2 separate regions of the Rattus norvegicus genome follow, and region 1 is linked to region 2. The links are chromatin contacts, called in public Hi-C maps. All regions are on one chromosome and are shown on one strand. Each heading gives the region's core, a stretch centred on a gene start, on an enhancer-like site or on the middle of the called end of the contact. The rest is flanking DNA. Distances are from core to core; before and after follow the strand shown. Region 1 has its middle 200 kb from the start of Tank. Region 2 has its middle 260 kb from the start of Tank.

The links. Hi-C and Micro-C count contacts between places; a contact is called where the count stands out from the background.
Region 1: a contact with region 2 is called in a Hi-C map of psoas muscle, with 2.9 times the contacts expected there. The contact joins two enhancer-like sites. A contact is called at or near these places in 3 of 12 Hi-C or Micro-C datasets (the A7r5 cell line, kidney and psoas muscle).

The regions. Positions count from the first base shown.
Region 1 is chr3:66,323,965-66,330,488 of GRCr8, reverse strand. No RefSeq gene overlaps it. Among named protein-coding and RNA genes, the nearest start is that of Tank, 200 kb to the left of the region's middle. Within about 2 kb of position 1,683, at least 21 of the 93 cell types and tissues checked have an H3K27ac peak or open chromatin away from gene starts, as enhancers often do.
Region 2 is chr3:66,264,455-66,271,162 of GRCr8, reverse strand. No RefSeq gene overlaps it. Among named protein-coding and RNA genes, the nearest start is that of Tank, 260 kb to the left of the region's middle. Within about 2 kb of position 1,447, at least 8 of the 93 cell types and tissues checked have an H3K27ac peak or open chromatin away from gene starts, as enhancers often do.

The DNA of each region.
Region 1 (6,524 bases), core at 434-2,933, 59 kb before region 2:
ACCAAGATTTCCTCCTATTCTGGTCCCAATGCCTTTCCTAAAGTAACATTTTTAACCCCCCTGCAGTCTCGGGATTGATCTTGACTGCCTTGCACATGCTGGTTGGTGTTCACTCTCAGCTTCTTGATCATCTCAGCCCCAAAATATATAATATAGATAATGTATGGGCTGTGGCTGTGTCTTGAGGTCCTTCTCAGGTTAGCTCTCTAGCAGATGAAACAAACAAACAAAGAAGAACGAAAAATGATTTACTTTTAAAAACCCACACAAGAGAGATGGAGAGATGGCTCAGCAGGGTGTGCTGTCCTTGCAAGAGGACCTGAGTTTGGTTCATTGCACCCACTATGGCGGCTCGTGACTGCCTATAACTCCACCTCGAGTACTCTCTTCTGTCCCCCTTGCACACTGCACTCACGTGCAGTACCCTCCCACAGAAACGTACTTTTTAAAAGTCTTTAAAAAAAGATCGGTACAATGTGTGGTATGTTTAGTACGTATTTTTATCCACAAGTAGTTCTGAGCCAGGAGCCTTAGGAAGGCAGACCCCGCCTCTGATCGGCTAGCTTTGCATTGCCTAGCCTATTATGGGATGCTAGAGTGTCATCCCCAGAAGGCTCTTAGAGGCCAGGTGGTAAACAGGGGGCCTGTGGGTCAGCAGCGTCAGCCCTACCTAGGAGCGGGTAAGAATTTCAAAGCCTGGACCCTACCCCAGGTTAGAATTTGCATCTTAATGAGATCCCCAGGTGCACATTAAAGTTTCTGAAACACAACTGTTCAGCTCATCTGGTTTTTCCTCAGATTTTCAAACAAAAGAAACCGCAGTCCAGAGAGAGAGAGAGAGAGAGAGAGAGAGAGAGAGAGAGAGAGAGAGAGAGAGAGAGAGAGAGAGAGAGAGAGAGAGAGAGAGAGATCGAGGACAAGAGCCAGGGAGAGAATCTGACCCTCTTACTTTATGGCATGTGTGTAGGACCACCAACCACCCGCCTCCACCATCCGGATGACAGCGACAGCCTAGACTACCCTCCTCTCATTCTCGCCTCTGAGAGAGCAACCACATTCTTCATCAGGAAGAGAATAGTCTTTTTTGAGTCTTCCTCCAGAAACCCCTCCCTCCCTACGTACTCCCAGTATCCTCTAAGGATACTCAGCTTTCAAAATGCAGACCTCCAAATTTTCGTAATAAAATGAACTAAAAACTCTTTGGGGAGGAAAGTGATTTTCCCGTTGCATTTGTTTACTCTCGGCGAGCTCCTGAGACGGCTAACACACTAGTTGTTAATCACACCATCTGTTCAAACGGCACCGTGGAACCATTACGCTCATCCTTTCTTCTTTTTATGGAAGAAAAAAATTTTTTCAGAACAATATGTTTGCGTCTGTGATGCTCCATCACCTGGCAGAGCTGTGTAAGCTATTTAAGCTTTCCGGTTGAAAATAACTTTCAATTGGCAAATACGTATTTTTTTAATGTTCATATATCACATACACAGACCAAAAAAAATATGTGTTTTCTGACTTTCTAAACACGGGAAACGCTAAAAGATAAAAAAAAAAATCTGTTAAAGACTATGCTGTCAAAGTTTTAAGCATCTGATTATATTTAAATGAAGCGTTCAGGGACGATGATTTATCTGACCCGGAAAATATTTTCCGCCTTGGCCCTGAAGATGGCAGTGCTGTGCAGTTTAGAACTGCTCTTCGCTCCCCGCCCCCGCCTCACCCCCCCCAAAGGAATTTCTGGAATGGCAGAAAGTGGGGGAGGATCTTCCAGATTTGAACCTTCTAACACTTAGCGCAAACCTCTTCTGAACCCAGGGACAATCTGGTTTGTCTTTCAGTCTCTTTGTTTTTGTTTAAGACTGTACCCCATTCGTTTCCTGTTTCCAGTCGGAATAGAAATGGGACCAGTTGAACGATTATTCCCGTATCGCGGGAAGCCAAGGAAGGGACTAGAGTTTACAGAGAAGCTGGTTTGCACAAGCCTGCTTCTTGTTGTTGTTTTTAATTCGAACAAAGGCTCTACCCAAGATAAACTGAATACTAGAGATTTTGAGAGCCCACTGGGACCACATCTCTGGCAGCCCCCTCCCTCTCCTAACTCAGGACGCCTGGTGTCGCATTCTTTACATTTCATTAGCAGGGGCTGGAAGAGTTGGTTTGGAAAGTATACAGGCCTCGGGCCATATAAACCAAAGGCAGGCTCTTGTCCCTGTCATTGTGAGGTGTCGGCTTAGAGAGGTAAGAGGCATGTATATGTCTAACTTTGGGGACTCTTAAAATAAGGTTATTTAACTAGCCAGAAAAGGTTTATTGAAAACAAGTATATGAGGTCTCTGATATGACATTCTGTCACAAATAAATCAGTAGTGGTTATGTACTGAGAGCCAACTTCCCCCACCCCCACCATGGCAAATGGTTCAGCAGTATCTAATTTAATCTTCCCCACCGCTGCCCAAGGCAGACACAACACCATTTACTGGTGTTTTTTGCCTTTATAGGAGGAAACTAAGGAACAATGCTCGCAAGAAGTGTCTGACAGAGTCATGAGACTTTAAAGCTTTTTATTTTATTTTATTTTATTTTATTTTTTAGATTAAGCTTTGAACTCCTGAAACATTCGTCACCTTGTATTTTGGTTCAGTGGATAAATAACAAAATATTAAGCCTTTATCAATGGAGCATATGTTGGTATTCTATTTAAGCTCCACCCCCACAGCTACCTGGCAGCAGCCAGGTATGCTCCACCCCACAGTTGCCTGGCAACAGCCAGTTGTGCCTGATGCTATAAAAGGGGCTGCTTGCTCCCTCTCCTCCTCTTACCCCCTCTTACTCTCTCTTACCCTCTCCCACCCCTCTTGCTCTTTGTTCTTCTCTGTTCTTGCCCCCATTACCCCCTCCACGTGCACATGGCCCGCCGCCTTTCCGCTCTTCTACTCTTCTCTCATTAAACCTCTCCACGTGGAACCATGGTGGCTGGGTGTGTTCTGTCCGGGCACAGGCAGATTTGAAAACCTAACAGCATATCTGGTACCCATTTAATGAGAACAGAAAAGGAGAGGCCAGGACTCTAGTATCTCTTTCTACCAAGTGCTACACGTTTGCAGAGAAACCAGGCCCCCAGAAAGCACACCTGTTGTTTTGAAAAGAAAGGAGGAGGAGGGGGTTCTAGATAGAAGAGTGTCCGACTAGGCATCTTAATCTAATGCCACATCTTCAAAGATGAGGGAAATTTAAGATTCTTTCCCCATCTTCTTTCAAAACTTTCACTTGGGCTTTTGAAAGTCAAAGCACCCCCCCACCCCCATCCATCTTCTATTACAAAACAATCATCTCTCTTTGATGTGTTTATAAAAAGATAAAGAGAGTAGGGCTATGTTCTATGGATGTGTGGTGAAGTATGGGGGACGGGGGTGCCTCGGTGGGCCCGTGCCTCGGCATCCCTTCCCCCTAAGGGACCAGCCACAGAGGACAGTATAGAGTTTATTCAGAAGGGTATAGGGAGGGAAGTGAAGAGCGTAGTAGAGTCAGAGAAAGGCAGAGAGAGAGAGAAAGAGAGAGAGAGAGAGAGAGAGAGAGAGAGAGAGAGAGAGAGAGAGAGAGAGAGAGAATGAATCACCATGCTTCTGAGGGAGAAATGGTGACTAGCCATGTAAGATGTCTGGAGAATTGGCCATAGGCTTCCATGAGCACGTGGAGGGGGGGAATGGGGAGAGAGCGGGAGCAGGAAGACAAGAGCAAGAGAGTGAGGAGAGGGGCATGCATCCCTTTTCATAGTGAGTAAGGCATACCTGGCTATCCCCAGGTGACTGTGGGGCGCAGCCTAGACAAAATGCTAACACTCTCCCCTCCTCTTCTCTCCTGGCCCCTCCTCCATTTCTCTCCTCTCCTCTTCTCTCCCTTCCCCTTCTTTCCCCTTCCCCTATCCCTCTCACTAAGAGTGCAAAGCAACTGGGATGGAAGGTGAACGATAAAAGCACAAGGATAGTATATCGGTTAGTATTTCAAAATTATTATTACGACGGGAGGGAAAGCCGTGTTTATCCTTCTCCCACAAATGCCTTGGGCGGAACAAGTCGTACAGAGATTAGATGTAGCTCTAATTGGAGGCTGCTGAGGATAACTGGAGGAGCCCCCATCCAAGTCCTCTCAGTGGGAAATGGCTCCTTTGTTAAGGATCTAAGTTCTCTTAAATTTTTTCCTAGACTTTTGCTTTGAATAAAGATCAGATCAATCTGGGCATTTAAGACCTTGAAATGAAAATTTCTTCCTGGCAAGTGTGCCAGGGAATGTTGTTTCTTTTCTTTTGAGTCCTTCCTTCAGAATCTATCTTAAATTGACGTTATATCTCCAGATTGTTGGAATTCTGTCTAAGCTCCAACCCCACAGCTACCTGGGAACAGCCAGGTATGCTCCGCCCCACAGTTGCCTAGCAACAGCCAGCTGTGCCTGACTATATGCGGGGCTACTGCCCCCTCCTCCTCCTCTCTTATTTCTCTCTTACTCTCTCTTACCCTTTGTTCTTCTCTGCTCTTGCCCCTCACCCCCCCTCCCCTACCACATACCCATGACAAGTCGCCTTTCCTCTCTTCTACTTTTCTCTCATCAAACCTCCCCACGTGGAACCATGTTGTCTGGGTGTCTTCTGTCCCAGCTCGGTCCGAGATTCGAAACCCTAACACAAATCTTCCCTGATCATTCCAACCAGTGTTGTTCACTGCCCTTCTCCAGTATCCACAGAGTTTACACTTTAGCATTTGGTTCCCTTTCAGTTCAGAAACCTCTTTAATACTGCTAACTTTTATTCTCTCTTCCAAGTCAATAAAGTGTAGGGCTGGTGTTTGTGTCATTTTGTTTTTATTTTTGTTTTTGTCTCCTCTAAAGCATCATCTTGCAGGGGATGAGTATCATTTCATTTTGAGAGGAGACCATTTCTTCTCTGGCACTCCATTATTATTTGCATGCTAATACAATTATTTCTTAAGGCAGCTTTGCACCACAACCTTGTATTTGAGACCAAGCCACATGCAACTGCAGCTGAAAGTGTTAGCCTCTTCACAAGGGAAAGGTACACAAGCATTAGGCCCGTCCTGATGCTTCATGAGCGAGAAATGAAATATAGTTCTAGCTGCGGCTTAGAAGGAAAGGTTGGGACACCTAGGCCTTTTCTGAGAGCAGAGACTGAGAATCATAGACATGAAATGTGTTAAAAACAAAACAATTAACAGTATCTATCATACGGTTGTCTCTATTGAGTATTGTCTTTTAAGTGTTGCTTAGAGATTCCCTAAGGGTTCCAACCACAGCTCTATCAGGGAGCCACATCTCTGGGTCCTCATAGTGTCCTGTTCAGTAGGAGAATAGAGTTTCTTTTCTCTTTATTTCCTAGAGTGGCTACAGGATTTACAGTTTTTCTCATAACCCTTTGTGTAAGATTCTATTTCAATTGAAGATTGTTTTGTTTTGTTGTTTTTCTTGCCAAAACTCTATATGGGGTGGGGAGACACAAGGTTTTGATTGCTGTATTTTCAATGGCCATTTCCCTTTACCAATTGTTTTGAAATTTGAAAATACCTCAGCTGAGCTGAAAAAAAAAAGGTGGAAAAGCATTTATCCACGTGGAGATGACTCTCAGAGATGTCCTTTGGGTGATGGAGAAAGACCACTGGTGCAGGATCTGAGATGAAGGTGACACCTGGCAAGAGGGGGCAGAATTGAGGTCTTAGAGGGCCTTCTCCGTGTGCCACAGCCTGGCTTCTTGTCATAAAGCTGGGGAGTTGGTTCTGGAGATGCTATTTATGTACATCCCTTTCTATCTATACACATCTTTACATAGCTCGTATAGTTCTTTCTATATATGTTTCTCATCTCCAAATATAACTTTTTCTTGAACTGAATTAAATTACAAAACCCAGTACTTTCAAACTTTAGATGTTGAATGTGGCTGTGTGTGTGTGTGTGTGTGTGTGTGTGTGTGTGTGTGTGTGTGTGTGTGTGTGTGTGTGAATGGGACAGGGGTGGGGGAGAATACTAAAGAAAAGATGAGGTAATACCAAGAACAGCAGTGAAAACTGACTCTCCCTCTGCTATGCCCTGTCCTCACACCAACCACACCCCAGAGCTATTTTATTAAGGACGATATTTCCGAGACTTATAACTCAACTTTGACAGTGTCTCAAAAATATGCTACAGCACACGTATAATGCCAAACTGGGCCCCGGTATTCTGACTTTTAGATTATTTTCAAAAACTCAGTGTTGGGGTTGGGGAGGGTGTTGTGCAATTTCATTTCAGACTCTGAACGTCTCCCACACTGCTCCAAAAAATGACCTTTGGGCTATACCTTAATTTTTTTAAAATGCTTTAGGGAAGATCTCCCTGTCTCTTCTCAGGAAACAAAGACGGACTGAAGAGGTATTTTGCATCTGTATCGACAGTGGCAATGTCGCAATGTCGGTAGATCACTCACCACTGCCCCAGCTGCTGCTGTGCTTCATGAAACCATCCCAAATGGGGCAAGCACATTT
Region 2 (6,708 bases), core at 198-2,697:
TCTACAGCAGGTGAAGGAATGGTTCCTTAGAAAGGGAATTTGTAAAACCATTATATTCTAATGATAAACACAGTTATTAGGGATTGTTATTCAAAACTGGAACAGGATCTAAGGTATTCAGTATAATCCTTGTACTTACTTGTTACCTCTTTCCCCTAAAATTTACAAAATGATAAAGTCAGATCTGTCTCTCTGTCTCTTTCTCTGCCTCTGTCTCTTTCTCTCTCTGTCTGTCTCTCTGTCTCTGTCTGTCTGTCTGTCTCTCATTCAGCACTGCAGAAGGCATTTCTCATTTTCCTTCTGTGCTCCCAACGTCTGCTGTTCACTTGGCCCCTGTGCACTCATCAAACCGAAGCTTCCTAGGAACAGGATGGTGCTTTCTTTGTCCCCGTTGCCCTGGCTGTAGGGGAGATGAATCAACAGTTTAACAGAGGTACTTTGACTGTTAACAGGCCGGATCTTCTGAATGCACATTGGCAAGCTTTTCAACGTTTATTGAACACTTAATTGGTGTCCTAGGCACCTAGAATAAAACGTCCATGATAAGTAGATAGTATATATGTTCCCAGAGCTGCCTTGGTTTAATGCTCTGTGGTTATTAGTCACATGCTATAGCACACATGTACACTGCTATGAGGCCATCAGTGGAGACCATGAGATGCCTCTTACCTCAGACAACAACAAATCACATCCTTTTGTGGAAAAAGAAAGAAAAAACAAACAAACAAACCAGGCTGTGTCCATGCATGGAAGTTTGTGAGGTGAGCATCACCTCATCTTAAATTCAGGATGTCTGACTTCATATAACACAGAGGAAAGTTCAGCAAAGCATAGATGAAGAACAGGAGAATGTTCTAAAGAGAATAAAATACTTGACCTTCCCCAGATGGAATGGGGCCATTTTAGACAGGACAACTTTGCGATATTCTGAACTTGAGACTGTTCATGAAGTTTAGCTTCCTTCTCTACACTTCTAGAACAGATGGCTGGGGCACATGCCTGTTCTTACGAGACTGTAAATGCTGGCCACCGGTATGTCTACTGTTTCCCTCTCCTTTCTCAGTTGTTTGCTATTCCTCCCCTTCCAATAATCTTTCATAAAGATCTAGAACGACAACATATGAAGTTTCTCGTGGATCCATATACTTGTACTGTCAAAATAACATTTTATCTCCCTGACTCAAAGGTGGAGTGGGAAAAAAACCTTCACATCACAACAAACCCCAACACATTCAAAGAAACCCAGGAGGGAAGATAGCATTGGGAATCATATTGACATATAATTACCCTGTTTACAACCTCTCCGACGTCTTTTCTCACAGAAAAATGCAGATTTGGAAACAAAGCAAGAAAAAGATGCCAGAAAAGCGCTGGCAAGGCTCTGACCACGGCCTGCTTAGGAGGGTGCAGAGGGAGAGAAATGTGTTTGCAATTAGGACTGACCAGAGCAGGTCGGATTACATCTGCACAGAGCCAGGCTGAAGAGCATTCCAGGGTGAGCTTGTCCTGTGGGCCTAAGTGGATAAAAAGGCAACTCAGACTAGAGCCATTACGAGGAAATAAATGCCCTTTCCCGTTCACAGCTACTCTCAGGCTGCCCTTTGCTGGCTCGTTCTTTCTCCTTGAATGAAGAGGAGTAAAATCACTATCATTTCAGACCTTCTTATGTTATACAGCTCACACGGGTTTTATGCATTTTCCCTACTTGGTCACGGACTAAGAAAAGGGAAATAAAATGGTTGTTGTGTACTGGTTTCGAACTGGTTGCGTGTGGATTGCAGGATGACCAGAGGTTATTTTAAAAAGGTCCCATCAAGACCTGGAAGGAGCCAGTGTCCTGTCGGCCCACCCTGCAGCATCTGCATTAGTTCTGGTCACCCAGCACCCACCGCAGCTCTGCCATCCATGTTGACCTGGTTGTTCTCCAGGCATAGCACGTTATTGTTTTCTCCAAAGAATTCAAACCTGTTCAGCTTTCTTCCCGTTTCCACCATTTCCTAACATAAAAATGCCTCTCAGAGTCTGCTGCCACTCCCGCAGTCAAGGAACAAAAACCTAAAACAAACTTAGCCTGGATTTTTGAGTTGGGTGAGGATTGTGCATGTCTTGCTCAATTCAGTGACGGTAGCACTCCATTCTCCCTCAAATGAATAGACAGAGTGACAGCCGGTGAGACATTCATGCCCTCCACCCAATGCCTTGATCATCCCTCGTTCACATTTTCCACATCAGTCTTGTCTTACTGTATTTTATATTTCTTGGATTAAATACTAAGAGTTGAAATGCTGTTACTTTGTAGGGCATCTCTCTGGAAAGGACTTAAAGGACTTTTGCAACTTCAAGCACAAACACAAATAAACACACACACACACACACACACACGCACACACACACACACACACACACGCGCGCGCGCGCACATGTGCGCACGCATGCATACAGCACCACACATGTACAGCACATACACACCTCATACTACACACACAGTACATCCCCTGCTACCAGAGTTACCATCTAGGCAATGATGAAAACATCAACATAACCCATTTTTAAAGAGTTAGTGATTCTCTCTCACTCTTGCTTCAGCTGAAAATTTATCAGGGCCGTTGCTCGACTGAGAAGAATCTGTTTTAGCTACCAATGTTGGGTTTCTACAAATAAACAGGTCTTAAAATTCATAAATATTCCTAGGTGGGTAGTTGCAACTTGGCACTGATCTTATTCTTAGGTGATTTGTCTAAAGCTATGGATTAGTGGCCAGCAGGGCTCTCTGCGTTGCAAAATTCTGCATCTGTGCTGTGATGTATTCTCTCTCTTTCTTTGATTGGAATCCAATCTTTCTTGATTCAGAGTCCATGTTTAAGCCTGTGTCATGGCTAAGACAAGCAGAATCTGGGCCCTGGGACCCAATCCTGTGCATGTGTTTGGCATATTCTTCTAGCTCCCACAGTCTTTTGATGGTGTCATAGACAGTTGGGAAAGAGTAGTGAGAGGGGATGTTAGTGTGCCCTGTCTCATTCACATCAGAAAATGGGATGTTCTTGATGGCCCTTATAGAGCCATTCCAGAAGTCAACCTTAGACGAGACAACAATGCACCTCAGGTTTATATGTACATATATGTGCATGTATATATGAAATGGATTCAAGGCTGGTAGCTTCCCAATTAGTTATGGATGAGCCTTCATTTCTGGTGATCTACTTTTAAGGAGTCATTCTGAGGGAACACTGTCTGTCTTTCTAGCTAACTGGCTCAAATGATGAGACTTTGTGTCACCTGGATTGGTTCTTTGCACCTGCCAGTGTGGCCTTCTCCCCTTACCGGCCAACTTTCCCTCTTAAAATGTTTCATTTTGAAGAATTACCTTTGAAAAGAGTTTCATTCCTATATAAATTCAGTATCCTACCAGTGTAACTCTTGGTATAATTGAGGCTAATTTTCTCTTTAAAATTGTAATTTAAATATTGTGGGCTTAAAACTTGTCTCCCCTGAAAATGAACTCATTTTGGATCAGTCTTTTTTCCTCCTTGAATACTAAGTAGCAACCCTTTTGTTTCATGATTTTTGTGCTCATGATTTAGCTTCCTTTCACACCTTCTTAAATGAGGTGACTATCTTGATTTTGGTGGATACCTGCTGGTGGATATGGATTTTCATTGTCTGGTTGAAGGACGGAGGATGAGTGGGACCGTGTATCTTTCTTGAAAGCTGTTAGAGCAATGCCAGGAGCAAATGAAGAATGCTGACTCTAACTGCTGCTTGCTGACAAATTTCAGGGACTGATTGAATATTTGCATGATGTGACTGTAGTCCTGGATAATGGTTAGGTGGCAGAGGAAGAGCAACCCTGCCTGCCTTCCTTTCAGAGGCTGACAGAAGAGACACAACAAACATTAGACTTAGCACTACTGTAATGCAAAGATACAGTATCTTTCCTCCAATGATTCATTACTCTCTATTCTAAAATTTAACTACATTTGTATAAAGTGATAACGTCACAGAGTGCTTGGGCTTTTCACATTGATGCTGCCTTTGCCTTGCCATGCAGTCACGCATTATTTCCAAGAGAAATTCACAAACCAAACTGCTATCAGTTAGGTTGTTTGGGACAGCTCTGGGTATTTGATTGTGCTCTTGCAGGGATGGCGTAGAAAGCAGAACAAGGGGGTGCTTTGGAATGTCAGCAAGAATGCAGTTTCTAGATAACCAGAGCTTCCACCTGCCAGTACTTTCACATCTTAAGAGTATTGATAAAAATCGTTCCAAACAATATAACAATTTCCTGCTTTCTTGAATAGAACAGATTCCTTTTTGAGCCAGGGATATTGTCTTAGGGTTTCTATTGCTGTACTAAGGTACAATCCAAAGCATCTGGGGAGGAAAGGATTTATTTAGCTTATAGTTCCATACCATAGTCCATAGCTGAAGGAAGTCAGGGCAAGAAGTCAAACAAGGCAGGAGCTGAAGGAAGCAGAGACCATGGAGGGGCACAGCTTACTGATTTGTTACCCGTGGCTTTGCTCAGCCTGCTTTCTCCTATATCCCAGAATGAGCCGCACAGAGGCTGTGCTGTCCCCAGGGAGCTGGATCCTCCCACATCAACCATCAATCAAGACAGCATCACACAAACTTCTGGTCAAGTTTATGAAGCGTTTCCTTAATAAAGATTCCCTCTTTCCAGAAAAGTCTAGGTTTACGGCAAGTTGACAAAAGCCAACTGGTGTAGATAATTTAACGATGTTGCCAATCCTAGAGCACGAGGAAGGCTTCTGTTGTATGTTACTTATAATTTATATCCCAAGTACTCCTTAAATGACCTTGAAGTACAAATACAATAAAATTATGTACAATGGGTGAGGTTATGTTGTCTGGCAAGTGTCAAGGGTAAAGACACGTTTTACATTGAAGCAGGATGCACACATTTTCAGGATGAGGGGGCAAACTGGATCTCTTGTTTTGAAAAAAAGAAAGAGAAGTTGTTGCAAATATTCTTCTTTATTTGGAGCTGTTTTCCACCAATGTGGAGGTGTCCTAGGAGAGACATTTGCTGATGTAGCTACAGAAGCATAGATGAGCTCACTCCATTTGAAACACCAGTGTCAGTCAAGCAAACACCTTTCTCAATAACCAGATGTCACATTCCCAGAATCCTGTCTCTCTTCACCAGCTCTGCCTTTGGAGTATTTCTCAACTCTCTCCTTCACTCAGTGAGTGTCTTCATCACTGTCTCCAAAGTCATAAACATTCATACCATCTCCAAATCTCAACTGCTTCCCTCTACTGTCTAAGCCTCTCTGGTCTTGCTTTTCCCCCCTCTATAACCAACCCAAGCCTTTCCTGCACCTAGAAACCTTGAGATTAAATCCATCCTTATTTCTTCTAGAAAGTTATTTGGGAAAAATGTGATTTAGTTTACAAGGTTAGGGGATTAGCTTAATGGATTTAATCGAGTTAACGGGTCAGAATGCATACTTAAAAAAAAAGAAACGGTGTTTTTAAGGGTGGGTTAAGAGTGTTTTGGCAAGAAAAAAATGAGTTGCTTATTCCTATAATTATTTTGAAGAATGTGAGCATCTTGGTTAGGGATAATGACAAGGATACTTAGCCATAATCCTTATTACTAGAAACTATGTCAAGCTGAAAATCAATAGGAATCACACAACAAAATGGAAGATAATCAAAAAAGGGAAAAGATGTTTATAACTGCTCAAGGTTATCTCTGAAATTTACAGCCTGTGCTGGTTTGTGACCTTCATGTGGATCACTGACTTACTGGCCTTGGTGTGACTCTAGAACTAAGGTTTTCTAGTTAGGCTGTGATGACACAATGCTTACTACCAAAACCAATCTGCTTGACCCGGCTCACCTATACTTACGGAGTTTCTACTTAGCATGACTCAGATTTCTTGTCAAGAGGATTTTCTAGCTCCAGTGTAAGACAGAAGGACAGTCCTCCAGGGTTGTTCTGACCTTCACATGTCCATATTGTCTTGCCTCTCAGGCCTCCCTGCCATCCTTTTGTGAACACAGTGGTAGGAAAGCACCCAGCTCTGAGCTTGGCTCCTGAAAAAATAGAAACACTTTAGGGGGAAAAAACAGAATTTGTTTCTCAGGAAAGGACTGTGCATTGCTGATAAACAAGATTTGTACACTTCATTCTTTAGTCAGTCTTCACCATGGCTACTGGGCAGGGGCCAGTCCTTAAGAGATGTGTGTGTGTGTGTGTGTGTGTGTGTGTGTGTGTCTGTGTGTGTGTCTGTGTGTGTGTGTGTCTGTGTGTGTGTGGTGGGGAACTGGGGAATAGGGGAAGTAGCAGGGGACCATTGCTATGAACCAAATTTCTGTTCCCCCTTCAGGATTCATATGTGTAAACCCAAATTATGCTCTGAGTGAAAATCAGGTCATGAGGGTGAAGCCTTATGAATGGACACCCCCCACCCTGAGTCCCTTTATGTCATGTGAGGGCAACGTGACGATAGCCTTCACCAGAGCCATGACCTCAGACTCCCAAACCCAGATTTCTGAGAAGTAAATTTCTCTATTTACAAATTTCCCAGACTATTCTGTTAAAGCAGTTCAAATGGACTAACACAGAGGTTCACTCAATAATTAATATTCAAGAGAGCACATCAATATGACATTCTTTCCCAGTGGTGATTGTATAGCTATTAATGACACTCATGAGATTTCTGGAGTAAAGTTCTCATA